Regions from separate parts of the Mus musculus genome. Here all the other regions are linked to region 2. The links are chromatin contacts, called in public Hi-C and promoter capture Hi-C maps. All regions are on one chromosome and are shown on one strand. The core of a region is the stretch at or near the end of the contact, and the rest is flanking DNA. Distances in the headings are between cores, read along the strand shown.

Region 1 (2,700 bases), core at 55-2,554, 820 kb after region 2:
ATACAGAGCGCACTTACAGGCCTTCCTTCTAGACACAGGTACTTCACAACATGAAGCGAGTAAGGCATCCAAGGAACCTTCTAGAGGCCCTGCATAACCTGAAACCCTGACTCGTGTACGCCAACACCAAGTCTTCCTCTGTAATATAGATTCAGGGGGTGTGTGTGGTCTTTCCACTGTCTTGTAGCAACATCTTGAAACTGGTCAAAACTTGAATGTCAATAGCTGAGTCACTCAGAATATACATGATTCTGCACTTGGGAAAAACGTCTTCCTATGTCTTGTCTGATTAATTGTGTGCGGGGCGGATGGAGGGTATATTGGAGGCTTTGGGTCTTTAGATTGTGAGACATAGCATAAGTGGATCATGAGCATCGCTGTTGTGGGTTCAGCATCCCTCCTGACCAGTCCTGTGTCAAACAGGCCAGGGTAGGGAGGAGAGAGATGGGGAAAAGGCCTGGAATAGTTTTGTGGCAGAGATGAAATCAGGATCACTTGAAACTCTAGAGGAAAGGAGACAAAATGGCTTAAGTCATGGTAAGGGCACCCTGCAAATATAGGAAAAATGGAAGAAGTTAATTTGGGGGATAAAGGAGGTTTTAGGACCAACCAAATCACTGAATACCATCTACATTAAAGTGGGGAGTGACTCTCATCAAACACAACTGGACATTGTCCCCTGTGCTCACAAGTATGGCCTCTGTTTGGTGGTAGTCTGGGCAGATGTTTTAAGGACACAAGCAGCAGCTATTTGTCACCACCCTCAAAGTTCATGTTCTTAGATCCTGACAGAAAACCTAGTGGTGTGGCTGGAGAGGTAGGTAGTTAAGAGCAGTGGCTGCTCTTCCAAAAGACACAGGATCCATTTCTCAGCACCCACATGGTATCTTACAACTATCTATAACTCCAGTTCCAGGAGATCCTCTTCAGCAGGCACCAGGCATGCATGTGGTGCACACATATACATGCAGACAAAACATCCATACACATAGAAATAAAATGCACAAAAGAGTTATTGAAAAAAAAGGAAAAAACAAAACTCCTGGCATTGCCATTGGCTTAGGAATTCCAGGTTCATATAGATCACTGCCTTACGAGATGCCTTAGTTACTTTTATATTGTTGTGATAAAACATCATGACCAACGCAACTTAGAGAAGGAGGAGTTTATTTGGGGCTTCTGGCTCCTGAGGGACCGTCACAGCAGGGAAGCTTGGCAGCGAGCAGATGAAAAGTCACACCTGGAACTGCAGACAGGAAGCGGAACATACTCAAAATGAAACCTCAAGGCCCACCCCAAGTGACACACTTCCTCCGGCAAGGCTATGCCTCCAAAGCCTCCGTACACAGCCACCTTCCTGATCTAGCCCAACGTCAGTGGGCAACTGCCCCATGAGAACCAGATGGGTTTGGAAACTGGGCTTCTATTCTGAGCCCTGGAATTTCTGTGGTTTCTAAAGGCCTTGTGTTTTGGCAGCACCTGCTACCTCTCTTTGAGACGGTGTTGTTTTGTCCCCGCACTGTGTCCATTAAGATATAAAGCTTTGTTCCTTCCTACATTTCTTAGCTTGGCAACATTTAAAGGGGTATATGTGCGAGTGTGTGTGTGTGTGTGTGTGTGTGTGTGTGTGTAAGTGATGTGGGAGGGGCCATCAGAGGCTGCAGCAGTGCAGGTTTGGCAACACGCAGAATGTTCTCCCAGACAGCACAGGACTCCATCCCCCCTTCTTTCATGTACCACTTGTCTTCATTCCCCGGAACAAGTCTTTTCACGCTCCCATACATAGCCATCCTTTCTCTGACCTTGATTCCTGTCACCATTTCACCTTAAATTGTGGTGGCTTTCAAAGGGATTTTGTTCAACATAGTCATCTCCCTCCCCACGGGGCACCTGAACGCCACCTCTGAAGGTGGCACACTTTATTCTCACTGTACTGACTTGGTTGGTATCATAGCAACCATTTGTACTTCTAGCTCTTGGGTGCACTTACGGATGGTGACGCAGACTAAAGTGAATGGTACCAATGTGAGTCAGATCTGGTTCAATCCAGATAACTTGTGTGACCCAAGGCACAACCACCACACCTTATCGAATCTTTTGTCAGCTATAAGTAGGAGCAATAAACACCATCTTAAAGGGAAACACTTTACCACAGGCCTGGCTTTCGTAAGCAGTGCCTTCCCAGGATCATGGCTGAGTGCCAAGGGATAAAAGCTGGCACACAGCAGCTCTACAGCTGGGAGAGAGAGGGGGGCAAAGGGGGAATGGCTGCAAGAGCAGACTGTTGTTTGGCTTAATGTCTCTGGAAGGTTCCATCCATCCTTGAGATTCTGCAGGATATCAATGCAAGCCATGGGGGATGTATATGGCTTAGGAAAATCATGGAAGAAAAGCTGCCTGGGACACTGGGGAGCTGGGAGCTGCCGGGAAGCCTGACCTTGCATGATTTAGCACCTGGTTTTCTTGGCTCTTCCGTCCTATGACTTGCTGGCTTTGCATCACATGGACGGGAGGAGGTGCCAGGGAGTTGCATTAAACCTGTCAAACAGAGGGGGAGAGGACTGTGGGAGGGGGAGGGGCCAAGCCGAGAAAGCTGATAGTACAGTAATGCCATCTGGACTTGGCGGGGAAGACAGCCTGAGGTCAGATGGAACCAACAGACAGAGCAGACTAAACCACTGCTGACTCCCAGAATCTCCT
Region 2 (2,700 bases), core at 1-2,500:
AAATGTGAAGTCTCGGCCCCAGCACAGACCTGCCGCCAGACACTCGACGGTCGGGGTTCAGGCATCTGTTTTAATCCTCTGTAGGATAAAACCTACCACACACTGAACTTTGAGAACCAATGCTCTAAAATTGTGCTTGCAAGCACAGTAAAAGCCCAGGAAGCCCCATTTGCACAGAGAACAGGTAGGGTTGTGGTATAACGCCTGGCCTACAATCCAGGAATTATCAAACCATTTCTTTTCCCTAGACTGGTCCATGGCACAAAGAGACGAGAGTTAGATCAACCCTTAGTCTGGCTGTTGGAAGGAAGACTTGGAAACGTCAAGGGTCCAGAAGAGGAGGGCGGGGCATTTCTGGGGATGGTAGAAGCGGGGAGGGACCAGTGTTCCGAGCCCCGCCCCATTTCTGTTGCCCCGGGAAACCCCGGGTTGTAACAATAACCTGCTGACGCGCTCCTGGGAGGAATCCTTTGAAGGTTGTGGGCGGGGCAGCCCCGCTGTGCACCAATGGAAGCACTCGGGATCCGCCCCTACGTTGCCCTCCCCGAGCCCGGCAGGGGGCGGGGCCGCGCCAGACGTTTCTCGCCTGCTCCCTAGGGGGCGCTGTGGCGTGCGGGGCTTCGGCGGGGTCGCCCTTAGCGGGAGCTCCACGCCCCCCACAGTCAGCAGGCGGGGCACCCAGTAAGCAAGGATTCCGCGGCCCTGGGCGAGCACGCCCCGCCTCCTTTTGCTCCGGGTCCGCCCCGTCCCCGTCCCCCGCCCATCCCGAGGTGCAGCCGGCGCTGAGCGCGGCAGGCGCGGGAGCTGGCGCTGGAGCCGGAGCGGCGGCGGCATTCACGGGGCGGCGGCGGCGCGGGCTCTGGCACGGGCTCGGGCTCCGGCATGGTGCAAGCCAGCCTCGTCCCGGGAGAGCGGGGCCCGCGCGCGGGACCGGCGCCCGCGGAGCGGCGGCAGCGGCGGTGGCGGTGGTGGCTGCGGGCACAGACAGGCGGCAGGTGCTAGAAGCTGGGCTGGGCGAGGTGTGTGCCCGCTGGGCTCCCGGGCCGCCGCCCCCTCACTGCCTGGGTCTTTGCCTCCCTCCGTGCTCGCCAGTTTGTCCAGCCTCCTGCCTCCGCTCCCCGGCCCATGGCGCCCCGCGGTTGAGCCGGCGCCGCCAGGGACCCCTCCCGCGGGCCTCCCCGGGGCGCGCAGATCCCAGAGCCGCGCGCCCACCCTCCGCGGAGCCTCCCTCCCTGCCTCGCCCGAGCCGGGCGGGACCATGGCTGCGAAGCTGCGAGCGCATCAGGTGGACGTGGACCCGGACTTCGCGCCGCAGAGCCGGCCGCGCTCGTGTACCTGGCCTCTGCCGCAGCCGGACTTGGCCGGCGACGAGGACGGGGCGCTGGGTGCAGGAGTAGCCGAGGGTTCCGAGGACTGCGGGCCGGAACGCAGGGCGACGGCCCCAGCGATGGCCCCAGCGCCTCCGCTGGGCGCAGAGGTCGGACCCTTGCGGAAAGCGAAGAGCTCCCGACGGAACGCGTGGGGGAACCTTTCCTACGCCGACCTCATCACCAAAGCCATCGAGAGCGCCCCGGACAAGAGACTCACGCTCTCGCAGATCTACGACTGGATGGTCCGCTACGTGCCCTACTTCAAGGATAAAGGCGACAGCAACAGCTCGGCCGGCTGGAAGGTGGGGCATCCGGGCTCCGGGCAGGCTACAGGGAGGGGGGCTCTGGAACACCCCTAGGGGTCATGGAGTGCGCGCCCAGGGCGTGGGGCAGGTCAGTTGACAGGCGGGGGCATGCTGGCAGCAGCTGTATTCATTCATGTCCCCTAGGAAGGATGCGCGGGATTGGAGGTCTGGTAGGGTGACAGGGGATACCTTTTTGAGGCATCCCAGAGGATTATCCCTGGCCTGTCATTGAGCGTATAATAGCATAACTCATTTCCAGACCACGGACAGTAGGGAGCCCCCTTTGTTTTGTGTGACTTGTTTTACCCTCTCCACCAGGGTACTTGCTTTAAAGAGCTGGAGTCATGACCCGGGGCTCCTGTCTGCTTTCCCTCTCAAATCTTCCCTGGCCTTCCTGACACTGGCCCCATGGTGAAGAGTGCTAACAGATCAAGCCTCCCCCCCCCCCAACCCCATGCAATTCTTTCTATAGTGTTGAGAGTTCATCCTGGAGCCTAGTCGGGGTGAAAAGCATGGCAGACCACCGGAGATGAGTTCTTCATGGGGCAGTTGTCAGCCCCTTCCCTGGTACAGCATGGGGTGGGGGAGGTGCTTTAGGCTCCCTGCTGGGACTTGTGGGAATGGTGTTGAGGTCTGGGGGGGGGGTCTATTTCTACCCACTCGGGCAACTTATCTCTCACTTCCCTGGCTTTCTGGGCTCAGATGCACTTAAGGAGTGGGGCACCCCTAGAGAGACCTCAGTGGCAGGCAGTGGAAAGGGGAGAGCCATCTTGGGAGAAGACTTGGATGGGGGCTTTACTGGATTGTAGCTTCTAGATCCAGCTCCTCCTCTGTCCATCTTGTTGGGAAATGGGGCTAGCCTATGCACTTGGGGGTGAAAAGGCATGAGGGGACCTCTTGTGGGAGAGGTAGTCACTGTGAGGAAGACATGTCTGTGACCAGAGATGAGGCTGTTTGGGGTGTTGATTGGCAGCAAGATCTGAGGAGAGGGGCAGCAGCCATGGCCAGATCTAGATGCACTTGGG
Region 3 (2,700 bases), core at 80-2,579, 860 kb after region 2:
TTCTCTCTCTAGTACTACACAAACCAGGCATGGCAACACATACTTGCAACTCCGGCCCTTGAGGGGTGTGGGTACGATGTTCAAAAGTTCAATTCTTAGCTTACATAGTGAGTTTGAGACCAACTACATGAAACTCTCTTATAAAAAAGGATGGGGATGGTGTTAATGCGAATACATTTAAACCCCTCGCATCTTGAATTACTACCTCTCCTACATTCAAACTCCCTTAGCTGTGCACTGGCCAATAGTCTTTCTTCTAGTCCTGAAGAACACGTCTTCCCTACTTAAGAACCCTACCTGTGCCTTTGTAGGGCAAGAACACCGGCTCTTTAGCTCCTTAACTTCAGACCAATCGTCTACTCTGAGAGAAGCTGTCTGCCCAATTTCTCCTCCCATTTCCTTTGACTTGCCATTTCTCCCTGAAATTATCATTTGTCTACTTCTCTGTCTTCAGAGTTCTCCTTGAGCTTTGAGAGGAGAGATCTACAGAAATGGCCCCATTATGTTCAGCACCAGGAAGGGTTTGCAACACAGTAACAGTAGGAGCCCCGCAAAACATCAGGCAAAAAACCCAGCAGAGCCGGAGAAGACGCAGAGGAAGCCACAGAAGTCTTAGACACGCGTCTTCAAGCCTGCTCTGGACTTGTGGGGTCCCTGGCAGGAAAGGCCACAAAGGACAGACACACGAGGCCAGACCCGTGTTGGGAGACAGGGAGGGAGCAGAGGCACCAGGCACCATGTTCCAGGGCCTACCAGTAATAAGTGACTGTACAGGCCGTGCACATCCGCTCGGCCGGGGCTTCGCACACCTCACAGGAGAGCCGGCGCCCCTTGGGCACCGCCAGCGGGTAGATCACGTTCATGGTGCGGCCGGCGGCGTCGGTCTCCAGGACGGTTGCCTGGCTAGCATCCGCAAGGCTGAGGTGTCACGTGACAACCACGGGCCAGCCCGGACGTCGGGATTTCAAGGGCAAGGGGGAGGGGCGGGACTGACTGCGACAATTGGGGAGGGGAGAGCACAAACTCTAAATCTCAAAGGTTAAATAGCCAGAACTTGACTGCCATGTAGCCCGAGCCTGGGGAGAACTATACGGTGGCCGGTATAGGTCAAAAACAACCATTTCGTTTTCCAAACTAGGAAATCCACAGGAAGCATAATTTTTCTGGATTTTCTAGATACGTTCTTCCTCTAGACGCTTCCCGACGGGCTTTCCCAGAACAGGCAAGCATTTCGAGCCTTAGCGAGATCAGGACCTACTGGCGGACATAGGAAAGGGAATGACCATAGTCACTATTTGCGGCTGCGCGCAGCCCAGGTATCCGGAAGGGGGCGTGGCGCCAGCGGCCCGGCGTGCCCGGGCGCTGTGGTTCTACCGTGGGGTGACTACAGTGCAGATGGCGGAAATGGACCTGGTGGCTGAGTTGCCGCGTCCTGCGGGTGCTGCGCGCTGGGCCGAGGTTATGGCTCGCTTTGCGGCCAGGCTGGGCGAGCAGGGCCGGCGGGTGGTGCTGATCACATCTGGAGGCACCAAGGTCCCCCTGGAAGCGCGAGCCGTGCGCTTTCTGGACAACTTCAGTAGCGGGCGACGCGGAGCCGCGTCGGCGGAGGTCTTCCTGGCTGCCGGCTATGGAGTCCTGTTCTTGTACCGAGCGCGCTCGGCCTTCCCCTATGCCCACCGCTTCCCGCCCCAGGCCTGGCTGTCAGCCCTTCGGCCTTCTGGCCCAGCCCAGTCGGGCAAGCTGAGTCTGGAGGCCGAAGAGAATGCGCTCCCGGGCTTTGCTGCAGCATTGCAGAGCTACCAAGAGGCAGCCGCTGCCGGCACCTTTCTGGCTGTAGAGTTTACCACTTTGGCGGATTATCTGCATCTGCTGCAGGCTGCTGCCCTGGCTCTCAGTCCATTAGGTGAATGTTCCAAGGAAATCCAAAGGTTTTCCTGGCTGTAGAGCCGTTCTCCCTAGCCTCTTTTCCCTATTGCTTGCTGCCTACCCCACAGCCAAGGAACCCGAGTTAAAGAAAAGATTCCATGCCCTTCCCCGATTTCTTATACTCCGTTTATCTTCACAGGCTCTTCTGCGATGTTTTACCTGGCCGCGGCAGTGTCAGATTTCTATATTCCTGTCTCCGAAATGCCTGAACACAAGATCCACTCATCTGGTGGCCCACTGCAGGTGATGGGCTCTTCTCTTCCAGAGATCTGACCCCCTCTAACCAATCTTGGGTTACTTTCCTCTTGATCTGGATGGCCTTTCAGCCTTCTGTATGAGCTAGGCACTGGGAATACAGAGATGAATAAGACACTGCCCTCAAGGATCTCACAGTCTAGCGAGGGCCTGGACACCAGCCATAATCACAGATCAGAATGATAAATGCTGTAGTGGAGGTATGTACAAAGTGCAGTCAGATCCCCGGGGTAGTGAGACGGGGGTGTCAGGGTGATGGAGATGACTCATCAAAAGATGGACAGAGGGCCTGATCAAGTGGGGAAGGTTATTCTAAGTGGAGTTACAAGTTGGAGTTTGCAACTGGGTAATGTTCTGTGAACCAAAGTGCTTTGGTAAGGCTGAAGAGGCATCTTGCCTCTTGGTATACACAACCTTTGTATTCCTTAAGACCCTTGAACTTTATCCTGTGGAGCCTGGAGACACAAAGGTGGAAGGAAAGACAAGACGTTGTTTGGATGCAGCAGCATCTTCCCTTTC

The links. Promoter capture Hi-C pulls out the DNA fragments that hold promoters and counts their contacts. A called contact is a pair of places that touch in the nucleus more often than the background predicts.
Region 1: a contact with region 2 is called in a Hi-C map of cortical neurons, with 4 times the contacts expected there. The contact joins the enhancer-like site here to the promoter of Foxo6 in region 2. A contact is called at or near these places in 3 of 39 promoter capture datasets (the 3T3-L1 cell line, hippocampal neurons and liver), 1 of 484 Hi-C or Micro-C datasets (cortical neurons) and 1 of 115 datasets of contacts at active chromatin or transcription factors (large pre-B cells).
Region 3: a promoter capture Hi-C map of embryonic stem cells shows a contact between it and region 2, with 3 times the contacts expected there. The contact joins the promoter of Ppcs here to the promoter of Foxo6 in region 2. A contact is called at or near these places in 8 of 39 promoter capture datasets (the 3T3-L1 cell line, cranial neural crest, embryonic stem cells and 3 more), 1 of 484 Hi-C or Micro-C datasets (embryonic stem cells), 3 of 115 datasets of contacts at active chromatin or transcription factors (astrocytes, embryonic forebrain and embryonic stem cells) and 1 of 9 other capture datasets (liver).

What each region holds. Positions count from the first base shown.
Region 1 is chr4:119,462,850-119,465,549 of GRCm38.p6, reverse strand. It overlaps Rimkla (ribosomal modification protein rimK-like family member A), which reads left to right. Exons shown (of 5, transcript NM_177572.4): 5 at 1-267. Among named protein-coding and RNA genes, the nearest start is that of Rimkla, 28 kb to the left of the region's middle. Within about 2 kb of position 1,304, at least 139 of the 459 cell types and tissues checked have an H3K27ac peak or open chromatin away from gene starts, as enhancers often do. A contact at or near this core is called in cortical neurons, where this site is marked.
Region 2 is chr4:120,285,811-120,288,510 of GRCm38.p6, reverse strand. It overlaps Foxo6 (forkhead box O6), which reads left to right and starts at 1,250. Exons shown (of 2, transcript NM_194060.1): 1 at 1,250-1,672. The coding sequence starts at 1,259.
Region 3 is chr4:119,421,049-119,423,748 of GRCm38.p6, reverse strand. It overlaps Ppcs (phosphopantothenoylcysteine synthetase), which reads left to right and starts at 1,329. Exons shown (of 3, transcript NM_026494.4): 1 at 1,329-1,903; 2 at 2,066-2,169. The coding sequence starts at 1,396. Zmynd12 (zinc finger, MYND domain containing 12) reads right to left here and starts at 1,065. Exons shown (of 8, transcript NM_001014900.2): 1 at 754-1,065. The coding sequence starts at 863.